3 separate regions of the Mus musculus genome follow, and regions 1 and 3 are each linked to region 2. A link is a contact called in public promoter capture Hi-C data. All regions are on one chromosome and are shown on one strand. Each heading gives the region's core, a stretch centred on a gene start, on an enhancer-like site or on the middle of the called end of the contact. The rest is flanking DNA. Distances are from core to core; before and after follow the strand shown. Region 1 holds the start of Chtop (chromatin target of PRMT1). Region 2 holds the start of Tmem167b (transmembrane protein 167B). Region 3 holds the start of Snapin (SNAP-associated protein).

Region 1 (4,817 bases), core at 2,052-4,551, about 18 Mb after region 2:
CAGCACAGGCTACAGAGTGTGACCCTGCTATAAATAAATAAATCCCAAGCACAAAAAGATGGAGATGTAGCCAAAGGGACCTGGGCTGAATCCTCGGTATCTTAAGAGGAAGAGCCATGCTTGCTGACAGGAAGCTTGGGAACAGTAAGACACCTCTTCCTCACTGACCCCCCATCAGCTCACCAAAGGTATCAGACTTCTTCCTGGGGTAGGCAGAGGAGATCGTAGCCCACTTAGTAGCAACAACAAAGCTTAACTGTGACAGGCCTGGAAGGTAAAACTAGAGCTCGAAGCCTGCCTGGTCCTGTGTCCACCCATGTCTCCCCTCCCGCTCCCCAGCCTTGAGTCAGCCACTGCAGATGTCTTTTGCAGGCTTCTGAAGACAGTCCAGTTCCTATTGCTTCATCTCCATGCCTATCCCTGACTCCCTCTGACGGGGAAATGATAGAGGGACCCAAAACGCTGGACCAGATTTAGTGCTAGGGTTTCTCCTACACTGCAAAATCTGAATGAAAGATAAAGTACAATGAGGTTCATCTCGCAGCTATTTGAGCGAATCCAGGGCCAGGGCTGAAGATTTCCCTTACCCAGACCACAGATGTCCTGAATCTGGTTTATAATTCACTTCCATCTTTGTGGGAATGGGTAGGTGTGCTGCTGAAATGGGCTCTGAGCTGGAGAGTGCCATGGAGACCCTCATCAATGTGTTCCATGCCCATTCGGGCAAGGAAGGGGACAAATATAAGCTGAGCAAGAAAGAACTGAAAGACCTGCTACAAACTGAACTTTCTGGCTTCCTGGATGTAAGCACAGGATTGAGGTACAGGGTGGAGGAAGGGGATGTAGCCCCAGCTGGCATGGAACTTGCTATGTAGATCAGGCTGGCCTTGAACTCAAATAGACCTACCTGCTTCTCTCCCCCACTGAGTGCTAGGATTAAAGGCATCGCTGTGCCCTAAAATGATTTTGTGTGTGAATTTTTAATTAAATGAAAGAAAGTCTGTAAGGTTCCCAGCTTGTCACAATGTAGACAATCATGTATGACAACAGATGTAACTATTAACTCTGCTTAGTTCTATAGGTCACCAGTTTTTGGTTTTTTTTTTTTAAGATTTATTTATTTATTACATGTAAGTACACTGTAGCTGTCTTTAGACACATCAGAAAAAGGCGTCAGATCTTGTTACGGATGGTTGTGAGCCACCATGTGGTTGCTGGGATTTGAACTCCGGACCTTTGGAAGAGCAGTCGGGTACTCTTACCCACTGAGCCATCTCACCAGTCCCAGGTCACCAGTTCTTAACTCACCAGTCTTTAAGGTTGTAGAAGACTCCCATAATTAAATATCATTCTCTCACTTGCTCATTTCCACCTCCTCCTCCACCACCATGGTGGCTCTGACTTAGTGATAAACACTTCCATCCCCTTCTACAGGTCCAGAAGGATGCAGATGCTGTGGACAAGGTAATGAAGGAACTGGATGAAAACGGAGATGGGGAAGTGGACTTCAAGGAGTATGTTGTGCTGGTGGCTGCTCTCACAGTGGCTTGTAACAACTTCTTCTGGGAGACCAGTTGAGCACAGTCTGTGAGCAGTGCCCTTCCTCTCCCACTTGTCAAGATTTCCCCTTTAGCGTGCTTGCTCCTCACCCCACCTGTACCTCCCTATGTCCCCATCCTTGCCCAGTCTCGACGTGCACCAAGGGCACAAGAGTGGCAGTCCAGATCTGCCACTTGTTTTAATAAAGCCTTCTCTCTCACCAGCTATCAATGTCTGTACCCTCTGGGCATGGCTATGTGTGAAGTAAGGGGTGCTCACTCCCAACACCTTATCTTGTCAAGTTTACATTAGTTCCTTATTTAAGGAACACTCAAAACCCAGAAATGTAGGGGTCCGAAAATTTTAGCTGGAATCCAAGTGTCATTGGCTTCTCAAGGATTTGTATGAGTAATTGGTAATACCAGGACTTGAAGGATGAGGCAGGAAGATTTTGAGTTCCAAGCCAGCCCATACTACATAGCCAGAAACAGAAATAAACAAGCCATCAAAAAATGTGGGGCTGGTGAGATGGCTGAGTGGGTAAGAGTACCTGACTGCTCTTCCAAAGGTCCGGAGTTCAAATCCCAGCAACCACATGGTGGCTCACAACCATCCGTAACGAGATCTGGTGCCCTCTTCTAGTGTGTCTGAAGACATCTACAGTGTACTTACATATAATAAATAAATAAATCTTTTTTAAAAAATCTGAAGAAAGCTAGAAATGGTGGCACGTACCATAGTTAACACCAGCTCAGCACCTGGGACGTAAAAGGCAGGAGGATCTCTGTGAGTCCAAGCCCAGCCTGGTCTGTATAGAGAATTCTAGAACAGCCAGAACTACATTATAGAGACTCTGTCTCAAAAAAACTACCAGAGGCAGTGGTGACACACGCCTTTAATCCCAGCACTCGGGAGGCAGAGGCAGGCAGATTTCTGAGTTCAAGGCCAGCCTGGTCAACAGAGTGAGTTCCAGGACATCCAAGGCTACACAGAGAAACCCTGTCTCGGAAAAAAAAAAAAAAAAAAAAACAACAACAAAAAAACAAAACCAGAAAACAAAACCAAAAAACTACTAGAAGAACTTTTTCCCAAGCTTCATTCAGTGTTTATTGATGCCTCATCATTGCTAGACATTATGTAAGAACTAGGGATACATAAGTGGGGATACAGATTTGCTTTATTGGATTACTTGAGGTAAAAAGACCCACCCTAAAACTAGCCACATCTTCTAGAGGCAGTCCCTATAAAAGGATGTAGATGAGTCCAGTGTGGGTCTTAAATCCCAGTACTGGGAGGGGCGGGGTTAGGGGGGGTCAGGAGGTGGATCTTTGTGAGTTCGAAGCCAGTCTGGTCTACACAAAGGAAGCCTGCCTCAAAAAGAAACAGAAACTCTACAAATAGGTTTGAGGGCCTGAGCAAATTAGCCAGGTCTCAAGGTCCTAATAAAGACTTTTTACAGTTGTCTTTAGCTTGGGAATGGGAAATAAAAGGATACAAACACTGTTGCCAATCTAAGCTGCTATTTGCAAGCCAAAAATCCCACCAAAGTGGGGCATAAACTTGTCCAGAAGGTAGTCTAGAGGTACTTAGCGATTACGGCCACTGGCCACGCCCCCGAAGGCGGAGCACTACACGTAACTTAAGGGATCTTTGCCAAAGTCAGTGGGGATTCGCTGCGATTCTTGCGCTAGGCCAAAGGACCATGTTGCCACGCCCCTAGTTGCGCGCGCACTGACGCAAGCCCGTCGGCGCCATTTTAGCCGGTCACGCTGCACTGGTGGGCCCGGCGGCCATTTTGTTTTGGACACCAAGCGGGAGTTGGCGGCGCCGGCTCTGGGGGCCCAGACGAAAGGCAGGAAAGGGCAGGCTTGACGAGCGGGAGGATCGGTCAGCTAGATACTCAACCCACAACGAGGAAGCCTCACATCCTACCGTTTAAGCATCTAAGCCAACCGCCCAGCTAGTTAACCCGAGCGGCCCGCCGTCAGCTCAGGTTAGGCCGGCCTCCGGGCCGCCCGCCGCAGCCGTGGTGGCAACCCCGGGAGGAGCGCTGGCGTCCATCTCCTTCGGTGAGTTTCTGTGGAGAGGGCAGAGGTGGAGGGGCGCGGGGTCCGGGGCCCGGTGGCGTGGGTGGCAGGTGTGGACCGGGCTGAGGTGCGCAGAGGCCGGGGAGGGGGCGGAGCCGGGAGGCGGAGGCTAAGCCGGAACCGCGGCCAGCGAGCTGGGCCGCTAGCCGTGCGGGTGCTGCTTGTGGTTGGCGTGTCTGGTGCAGGTGCTGGTGCTGGTGGTGCTGGTCGTAGTGGTTTGGCCTCAAATCCAGTGTCTTGCTTACCTAGATAAGCGTCCTCCATCGGAGCCAAAGCCTCGCCCCAGAATAGCGTTTGATGGGGATAACCACGGAAATAGTCGCCTGATCAAAGTTGGAGTCCTGAGAGGCTTCGAGGTGGAGGTCAAATGAGGAGTACAGGAATTAGCGGCGGCTCTGGGTGTTCGATTTTGATTCTTTTTTTTTTTTTTTTTTTTTTTTTTGCGGCACCGAAGTTGAACCCAAAATCGTACTTTGGCTAAACTAGCGCCCCGAGTTAACATCTCCAGCTTTAAAAATAATAATAATCTTAGTTTGAAACAGGGTCTGTCAAATCACCCGGGCTCGCCTTGAGCTTGTGACCCCCTTGCCTCAGCCCCTCCCCAGTATATGCCACTACAGTTAAAATATTGTGGTGTGCTCTTAACAGAGCTCTCAGATTGAATACCCATTTAGAAAACCTCTTCTGTCTTTCCCCTGCCATGTCTAACTAGAGCTCCACCTGCATTTGGAGTTGAGAATCGATTTTGAAACTAGGCTTTTCTTTTTATTTTGGGTGTATGAGAGTCCGGTCCTCACAGTGTGACAATGTAACCCGTTACAGCCTCAGACTGTTACACCACTCCCCTGTTGCTGCTGGGAATTGAACTTCCCAGGGCTTCATCAGTGCTAAACAAGCACTCTACTGAGGAGCTATATTCCCAGCTCCTCCATTTCTCTAGATCCATGACCCTCAACTTTCTATAGACATGTAAGATGTACCTGGGTAGCACCCCCAATCCCAGTTGCTGTACCCCATCCTCATGGCCAGATTGTACTTTAATTGGTCTGGATCCAGGCATCAAGAATTTAGTTTAGTTTGGGAGGGACTTTTTCTTTTTTTTTTTTTTTTCAAACATTCCTCAGCTAAGTCACATACAGTCCAGGCTGAGAAGAACTATTGAAAGCCAAACTCCTAGGCTTTGGCTACATC
Region 2 (4,426 bases), core at 213-2,712:
CATATGTAATCCAAGTGATTATATTAGTGATTATGTTAGGGTTTTTCTATATATCTTTTGGTTTTTGATGCTGTAATTTCTTAATTTGAGTATATTTTTTTCAATGACTCTTTTTTTTCTTCTTCTGGTTTTTCAAGACAGGGTTTCTCTGTATAGCCCTAGCTGTCCTGGAACTCACTCTGTAGACCAGGCTGGCCTCGAACTCAGAAATCCGCCTGCCTCTGCCTCCCAAGTGCTGGGATTAAAGGCGTGTGCCATCACTGCCCGGCTCAAGTACTCTTTCCTACATCAAACACTGTGGCTACTCTACTAGTGGTTTCCTCCTCTTGACTGTCCATTCCAAGTCTTCTGACAGTTTTGTTCTAGGTAACCAGGCGGTTCACAGCCAGCAGATGGCACTGTAGCAGGAATGGACAGAATTCTTAGGTTTCTGAGTGCAGCACTTTCAGTCAGACTCTAGAAAAGCAGACCCAGCTGTCTATAATTGAAGGTCCCAGTTTACAAAGCAGAACCTAAAGCTTTGTTCCCTGCACGCCAGCCCACCATTAGACTGTCATCATCTAGTCAAAACATCTTCAGAGAAGCCAGGGTACATTTCTGAAGAGGTGAGGCCAGCATGACTTAAACTCTGCAGATAAAGGAAACTATCCTGGTAATTTAAGGAAAAGAAAGTCATTCTAACAAACAGGAAGCTGTCTGAATGCTTCTGACAACCGAAAGCTTTAGGATCGGAAGCATGTGGCTTTTGTTATAGTTTCTTATTCCGTTTACGAAAGTCAGAGGCAGCTTGGCTAGATTTCCGCAAGAAGCCACCTAACAAGGGCTGTCCCAGGAGTCCGAGCAACTACTGTGGTATCCCCCTCAGCACTCAAACTCTCGTCGGGTTTCAGATATTACAGCACATATTACTGCTGCAGAGCATAGAAGCAAAACAAACAAACAAAACAAAACAAAACAAACAAGCCGTGTCCCCAAGAACGGTCCAACTATCCTGACAGTGGTGACGTTTTCAGCTTGGTATGGTAAGATACAGTGACCCTGCTGTAGTATACACACGTGCGCCACCTTACGTGCAATTGCTTCGCATTATAGCCTGGTTCCCAAGTGTTTTCTCTTGGAACTGTACCTGATTTCACTACCAGTTGTCACCTAAATAAGTTGGAGGAAACGGGATGGCTTTCTTTTGTTTCTTGGTCATGAATCACTGGAACCCTAAGTTTTGTTCTCAAGTAGATACAACGGGGAACGACATGTTCTGGCACACTGAACATGTGTCACAGAGCAATCCCTACAGCCTTTATTTTTCAAACACACTGTCTGGGTCCAGTCGGTCTAATTAGACAGGAGCAAGCAGGCGGACTTCCGGTTGCCATGACCACAAAGGAAGCCTCGCCCAACACGCTCTCCTCCCACTACGTAGGGACGCAGACGCTACGCAGGCAGGGCGAGGCTTTGGCTCGACGATCAGCTAATTATGCCTGATTGAGTTCGGCGTTTCTCTCGCTCGGCTCTCGCGCTTGCGTACTACGGCTCGTTCCCCGTCACCACGGCCCGGATCGGGAAGTGTCAAGTGGGAGCCGGGTTCCCCCGCATTTGCAGCCGCCACAGCTGAACCCGGACCCCTCACCCCAGCCGGGCACTACCGCCATGACGAACGGTGAGAGCTGGGGGCCCGAGCGGAGGGTGGCGGTAGAGGACTGGGACCAAACGTGGCGGGCGGGGCTAGACTGACGTGGCCGTTCCCCCCGCCCCCTCCCAGCCCGGCCCCCCTGGACCTTGGGGAGCCCCTAACTCCTGTCTGGGATGCTCCTTGCAGTTTCTCTTTTCTCAAGCCCATCAAGGTACCCTAGTGCCACACCTGACTTTTCGTTATCACCCTTTACTCTCTTTTCTTTCCTAGAAGTTGGTTCTGGCCGCTGGGGAGGTCGTTCACTATAGAATTATGTTGTTAGTCCCCAGGGGAGAGAAGCTGTTATCCAGTTCCCTAAGGTCTCATACTTTCTGACAGTAAGCTGGTTGAAAGGACTTAGTAATGGTATCAAATCCCACCGTTTGCGGGGGAGGTGATTGTAGACAACCCCCAAAGTTTTTTGTTTGTTTGTTTATTTTGTTAATTTAAAAGACACCAAAAAAAGCCTTCATTCGTTTGACTAAAGTCCTAGTTGGGTGGCTCCATCTGGAGCTTCTGGCTAATACCGCAAAGGGTGGATTTAGAAGCCGCCTTTTATTAGTGATGGAGCACTTGTAATTTTTCCAGATTGCTTCAAACAATTTTATAGTCATGATTTTCAGGTTCTAGAGCATGAATTAAGACCTTTATAGTCAGTCTTACAGGAACGGAAATAAGAAAGCCTTTTCTAGGTACTATGATTGGAGAGGCTCGGGAAAGTATTTCTCATAGACTTCCATAGACGTGACACTGAAGACTGAAATGTCATTTCCTTGTGAATTTTGGCATTGTCTCTTAACTTATAGGAGTAAAAGAGCAAGACATAAAGGCATCCATAGAAACTGTCTGTGAGCTGACTGATATACTGGAACTAGCTGTGAAATAGTTTCACTGGAAGAAGTCAGTATAGTCCAGAACTGGCGGGAACCGACAAAGACCCTGATTGTATATAATATCCATTTGAAGCTTTCTGGGTAGTCAGTCTTACCATAGTACACAAAGTTAAAGAAGGAACGGAGGAAGACATAGTGTAAACTAGGAAATAAAATATTCTGGCACAGTTGATTACTGAATAAAATCTGCCTTTATGTAATTCATTTTGCTTACCTGGGTATCACATGTAAGAAGCAGAACTAAGAGCTTTCTGTGTCACCTAAGCATCAGATACATTTTTGTTTTGTTGTTTTGAGAGTGGGCTTTGCAGGTTGTATTTGGCATGCCTCTAAGCCGAGCGTTGAGTAGGAGGAGGCAGGCAGACCACAAGTTTAAGGCCAGCCCTGCCTACACAGCAGGACGCTGTGTGGAGCAGAAGCAGGATATGGGCTCCCTTTCCCCTTTGTAACTTGGGCTGCACTTAGCTAACACCAGTGTTCCAGGGGTGCATCGTTCTGCCTCATGGACACCAGTGCTTCCTGTCTTCCATTTTGTGCCCATCTTTTGTCCTGGCAAGAATATGATTTGTTAACTGTACTGTACTTGAAATAGCAACGGAGTATAGCAAAAGTGTAGCCATATGAGGTTTAACTCTTGGAATTTCCACTAACGTTTATGGTCCGCCGTAACATATGCTTTACCAACAGATGCAGATCTGAAAATCTTGGCTAAAGACTGAGCTTTCCTGCATCAGATGAGTGATTTATATCAAGAACATATGTAAATCTGTATGCTCAGACTCCGAGGACTAGCCGAGTACTAGCCTCAGTTACTTCCAAGAGTGCCACACAAATACACGTGTGTCTTCTAGTTTGTAGTGAGGGCGGGGGAGTGGAGTGATAAAGGGGCTTTTTACAAGCAGGTTGGGGAAACAGTGCCAAGATCATGGACCCTTCCTGTTTACCGTTGGCCCTGCCGTTGAGGTGGCCTCAGCACTGCAGTCTGGGCAGCATCACCTCCTCAGGCACAGCAGCATCAAAGACTCTCTCTCCTTCTCTTTGTGACAGTGTACTCCTTGGATGGGATCCTGGTGTTTGGTTTGCTCTTTGTTTGCACCTGTGCCTACTTCAAGAAAGTACCTCGTCTCAAAACCTGGCTGCTGTCGGAGAAGAAGGGAGTGTGGGGTGTATTCTACAAAGGTAAGGCCTTATCTGCATGCAGAGAGAGAACATACGTAGCTACTTCTCAGCAACGGAGTATAGCAACAGTGTAGCCGTATGAGATTTAACTTTCGGAATTTCCACTAACGTTTATGATCCGCCTGAACATATGCTTTACCAACAGATGCAGATCTGAAAATCTTGGCTAAAGATTTTTGTGGTTCTAGAATAGAAGGCGTAGGACCAGGGTGATATTTGGACTCATGTTTACTATATGAGTGTGTTTGTGGTGTGTTGTAATTGTGTGGTTGCTGCTGTGTACACTTGGCTAGCTGAGCTGTGAGCTTCTGGAACTTGTCCTGCCTACTTAGCCTACAAGTACTGAGAGCACAGGTTTGTATTACAATAGCCATATTTTACGTGATTTCTGGGATTTTGACTCAGGTCCTCACAATCATGTGGTAAGTGCTTTGCTTAGGGTCTGCTAATAAGATAAAGTTGAGGGAAGAGGTAAATTTTAAATTAGCCGTTACTTAAGGCATACTTGTTTGTTTTACTTTCTAGGTAATTTTGGTGTTCTAGGATTAAATAATGGACACATAACAATGCCAGGTGTGGCACATGCTTGTAGTTCCAGCTACTTGGGAAGCCAAGAAGTGAGCTTGTTCTTGGCCAATATTTGGTCTCATGGGGTGAGGTGGAGATATTTTACAAGTTAGATCAT
Region 3 (4,173 bases), core at 1,504-4,003, about 18 Mb after region 2:
TATATAGCTGTCTCTTGTGAGGCTATGCCAGTGCCTGGCAAACACATAAGTGGATGCTCACAGTCGGCTATTGGATGGAACACAGGGCCCCCAATGGAGGAGCTAGAGAAAGTACCCAAGGAGCTAAAGGGATCTGCAACCCTATAGGTGGAACAACATTATGAACTAACCAGTACCCTAGCCATCCCTGTCCTAGTCTATATCTGGGTTTCACTCTTAAATCCATTTATCTTTAAGGCATATACAATTTTGTGCATATTTGATGCCATTAAGAATATTCTTGGGTGAGAAAAAGCTAAAGAGATGGTTCAGTGATTTAAGAGTACTTACTGCTCTTGCAGAGGTCTCCAGATGGGTTCCCATATCAGGAAGCTCCTGTTAACTCCAGCTCTAGGGAATCCAACACTCCTGTCTTCAAAGCCCCAGGGGATTTTTTGTCTCTGAGCACTCTCACACGCAGGCACACACACACCTGCACCTAGTTTTCAAGTAGTGATTTTTACAGCAATCTGTCAGAGAGCTGAAGCAATGGCTTAGGACATGATGCTTTTTCAGAGACCTGGTTTGGTTCCATGTACCCTTGTCAGCAGCTTACAACTGCCTGTAACCAACTCCTCTGATCTCCCTAGGAACCTAATATGTACATACCTTTCCTCACACCTGCATATACACACCAAAAAACAAAACAAAGCAAAAAGGTAGAGCCAGCAAAATGGCTCTGAAAGTTAAGGGGCCTACTGCCAAACCTGAAGGTTCAATGCTGGGGACCCACATGATGGAAGGAGAGAATTGACCTCTCACAAATTGTTCTCTGACCTCTACCCATATGCCATGGCAAAGGTTTCCACACACACATGAACACACACAAAATAAAACTGAAAAACAAATCAAAAACAACTTTAGAAGCTAAAGCTGGTATAAGCCTGAACCTGAGGCAGGAGGATCACATACATAGTCAAGGCCTGTGTGTACTACAAAGCAAATTCAAGTCCAATCTGGCAATTTAGTGAAACCTTATCTCAAAAAGTGAGGTGGGGGTAGAGGGAAGGTACAGTAGGACTATAGCTCAGCAGAACATTTGTCTAGCAATCACAAGGCCCTGGTTTCAAGCCCCCCTCAAAAATTTCAGCAAAACAAAAAACCCTTAACTTTAAATCCTGTCATGGTGGCACAGACCTGTAACTCCAGCACTTGAAAGACTTAAAACAGAGCTTGTACACTATGCCCCTCCTTAGAATTGGGAACAAAACACCCATGGAAGGAGTTACAGAGACAAAGTTTGGAGCTGAGATGAAAGGTTGGACCATGTAGAGACTGCCATATCCAGGGATCCACCCCATAATCAGCATCCAAACGCTGACACCATTGCATACACTAGCAAGATTTTATCGAAAGGACCCAGATGTAGCTGTCTCTTGTGAGACTATGCCGGGGCCTAGCAAACACAGAAGTGGATGCTCACAGTCAGCTAATGGATAGATCACAGGGCTCCCAATGGAGGAGCTAGAGAAAGTAGCCAAGGAGCTAAAGGGATCTGCAACCCTATAGGTGGAACAACATTATGAACTAACCAGTACCCCGGAGCTCTTGACTCTAGCTGCATATGTATCAAAAGATGGCCTAGTCGGCCATCACTGGAAAGAGAGGCCCATTGGACAAACAAACTTTATATGCCCCAGTACAGGGGAACGCCAGGGCCAAAAAGGGGGAGTGGGTGGGTAGGGGAGTGGGGGTGGGTGGCTATGGGGGACTTTTGGTATAGCATTGGAAATGTAAATGAGCTAAATACCTAATAAAAAATGGAAAAAAAAAAACAGAGCTTGTGAGCTCAAGGCTAGCCTTGGTAACACGGCAGGACTTTCTCTAACAAAAATAGCAAATCTTTAGAAATAAAACTCGAGGGCAGTGGTGGGATACACCTTTAATCCCAGCACTGGAGTTCAAGGGCAGCCAGAGTGAGTTCCAGGACAGCCAGGGCCACACAAAGAAATCCTGTCTGCAAGAAAGAGGGAGAGGGAGATAGATGGGGAGAGGGCAAAAAAAAAAAAAAAAAAAAAAAAAGAGGGAGTGGGAGAGAGGAAGAGAGAGAAAAGAAAGAACCCTTAACATGAATATTACATGGCTTTCTCATCAATTCCCATGGAGAAGGCTATGGACAATAGCACTTAGATGGCTCAGCGGTTAGGAGTACTAACTGCTCCTGAGTTCAAAACACAGCAACCTTCAAATCCCAACAACCACATGGTGGCTCACAACCAGCTGTAATGAGATCTGATGCCCTCTTCTGGCGAGTCTGAAGACAGCTACAATGTACTTACATATGATAAATCTTTTTTAAAAAGGAAAGAAGGAAGAGGAAGAAGAGGAAGAAGAAGTAGAAGAGGAGGAGGAGGAGGAAAGAGAGAGAGAAAGGAAAGAAAGAAAGGAAGGAAGGAAGGAAGGAAGGAAGAAAGAAAAGAAAGAAAGAAAGAAAGAAAGAAAGAAAGAAAGAAAGAAAGAAAGAAAGAAAGAAAGAAAGAAAGAAAGAAAGAAAGAAAGAAAGAAAAGATCAGCCTGGTTTACATAGTTACAGGGCAATCTATCTCCAGAAGTCTAGATCCGCCCCCTACAGGCCCATGGAAGAAGAGGCTCTGGTCCCGGCCCGCTTGCCGGGGCTCACTGAGGACTCCATTTCCCAGCTATCCCACTGCCGTCTGGGCTGTATATCTAAGCGCCCTCTCGCGGTGCACAGCGGCGGTCTGGAGTTCCCGGCGACCCTCGCGGCAGGCTGAGGGCGTCAGGGCAGTTCGCGATGGCCGCGGCTGGTTCCGCTGCTGTGTCAGGGGCCGGGACCCCAGTGGCGGGGCCCACAGGCCGCGACCTCTTTGCCGAGGGGCTCCTGGAGTTCCTGCGACCCGCGGTGCAGCAGCTCGACTCTCACGTGCACGCGGTCAGGTGCAGGACCGGGTTGCTGGGGGCGGGGCCTAGGGAACTGGCTTTGTAGGGGCGGGGCCCCGAAGAAATACTAGATACATTCTTGAGACACTGATGTTGAGACTGGGTAAATAGGCGGAAGGGCCTGGGTGAGGCCTTGAAGTTGAGGTTGGCTTGTCTCAGTATTTGGGGAATAAGTAGAATTCGTTTCCCGCGTCCCAGTCACTGACCGTTGTAGACTTTTGTACCACTTTGCAGAGAAAGCCAAGTAGAGCTCCGGGAACAAATTGACAACCTAGCTACAGGTGAGTGAGCAGCCAGGATACCTAGAATCCCTGATCTCACTTTCGGGAACTTTGTTTCCCCAGGTTTTAGGCTAAGTTTCTGTCACTTGCTTCTCAATATCAGAACTACCCAAGGACTCCAATTTCTGGGGATATTTTAGGACAGAATGGAAGAAGGGAAGGTGTCTGTGGCCCACACAAGACTGCAAGAGTATTTTTCATCCCATTCCTCTCTTCCATTCCCTAAGAACAAAAAATGAGCCATTAGATGTTGGTTGCCCATTTCCTCTTCCCAGAACTGTGCCGGATCAATGAGGATCAGAAAGTGGCCCTGGATCTGGACCCCTATGTTAAGAAGCTGCTTAATGCCAGGCGACGAGTTGTCTTGGTCAACAATATTTTACAGAATGCACAGGTAAAATAATAAAATAGTAATAATAATAATAATCCCAGCAGTGCATGGTGGTACATGCTGTAGTTTCAGCATTTGGTAGGCTAAGGCAAGAAGGATGGCTTGAACTTTGAGCAGAGCCTGGACTATCAAATCAGCTAGGGCTACATAGCATGACCCTCTTTCAAAAAAATTTCTTCTTGTTTATCCTGCTTTATGTCTTCAACACTGTGAAGCAACTATGGGGGAAAAGAGTGGTGTTAACTAATCTGATAATAAAGGCCCATATTCCCCTCACCCCATTACTAGGCCTCAAACTAGACAAGTGCCAATTCTTAACTTCTAATTCTTAACTTCTAGTGGCTGTCATTTACAAGTCCATTTTAACGTAAAGGGCTGGCTTGAAAAGAGCCAAAGCCAGCTGGACATATAAGCAGGCAAATTTCTGAGTTTGAGGCCATCCTGGTCTACAGAGCAAGTTCCAGGGCTACACAGAGAAAAAACAGTCTGGGGACAGGGGCAGAGGGGACTCAGTTAAAACCTTTTACAGCAGTCATTAGATTCCCCATCTTCCTGTCTTACAGG

Evidence for each region. Promoter capture Hi-C pulls out the DNA fragments that hold promoters and counts their contacts.
Region 1: a contact with region 2 is called in a promoter capture Hi-C map of cranial neural crest. The contact joins the promoter of Chtop here to the promoter of Tmem167b in region 2. A contact is called at or near these places in 2 of 39 promoter capture datasets (cranial neural crest and pre-B cells).
Region 3: a contact with region 2 is called in a promoter capture Hi-C map of liver, with 2.4 times the contacts expected there. The contact joins the promoter of Snapin here to the promoter of Tmem167b in region 2.

The regions. Positions count from the first base shown.
Region 1 is chr3:90,507,982-90,512,798 of GRCm38.p6, reverse strand. It overlaps Chtop (chromatin target of PRMT1), which reads left to right and starts at 3,301. Exons shown (of 6, transcript NM_001293776.1): 1 at 3,301-3,608. S100a1 (S100 calcium binding protein A1) reads left to right here. Exons shown (of 3, transcript NM_011309.3): 2 at 650-803; 3 at 1,435-1,765. The coding sequence starts at 663. The coding sequence ends at 1,578.
Region 2 is chr3:108,559,502-108,563,927 of GRCm38.p6, reverse strand. Tmem167b (transmembrane protein 167B) reads left to right here and starts at 1,462. Exons shown (of 3, transcript NM_026198.2): 1 at 1,462-1,657; 2 at 3,610-3,741. The coding sequence starts at 1,648.
Region 3 is chr3:90,489,593-90,493,765 of GRCm38.p6, reverse strand. Snapin (SNAP-associated protein) reads left to right here and starts at 2,753. Exons shown (of 4, transcript NM_133854.3): 1 at 2,753-2,934; 2 at 3,172-3,218; 3 at 3,494-3,612; 4 at 4,173. The coding sequence starts at 2,792.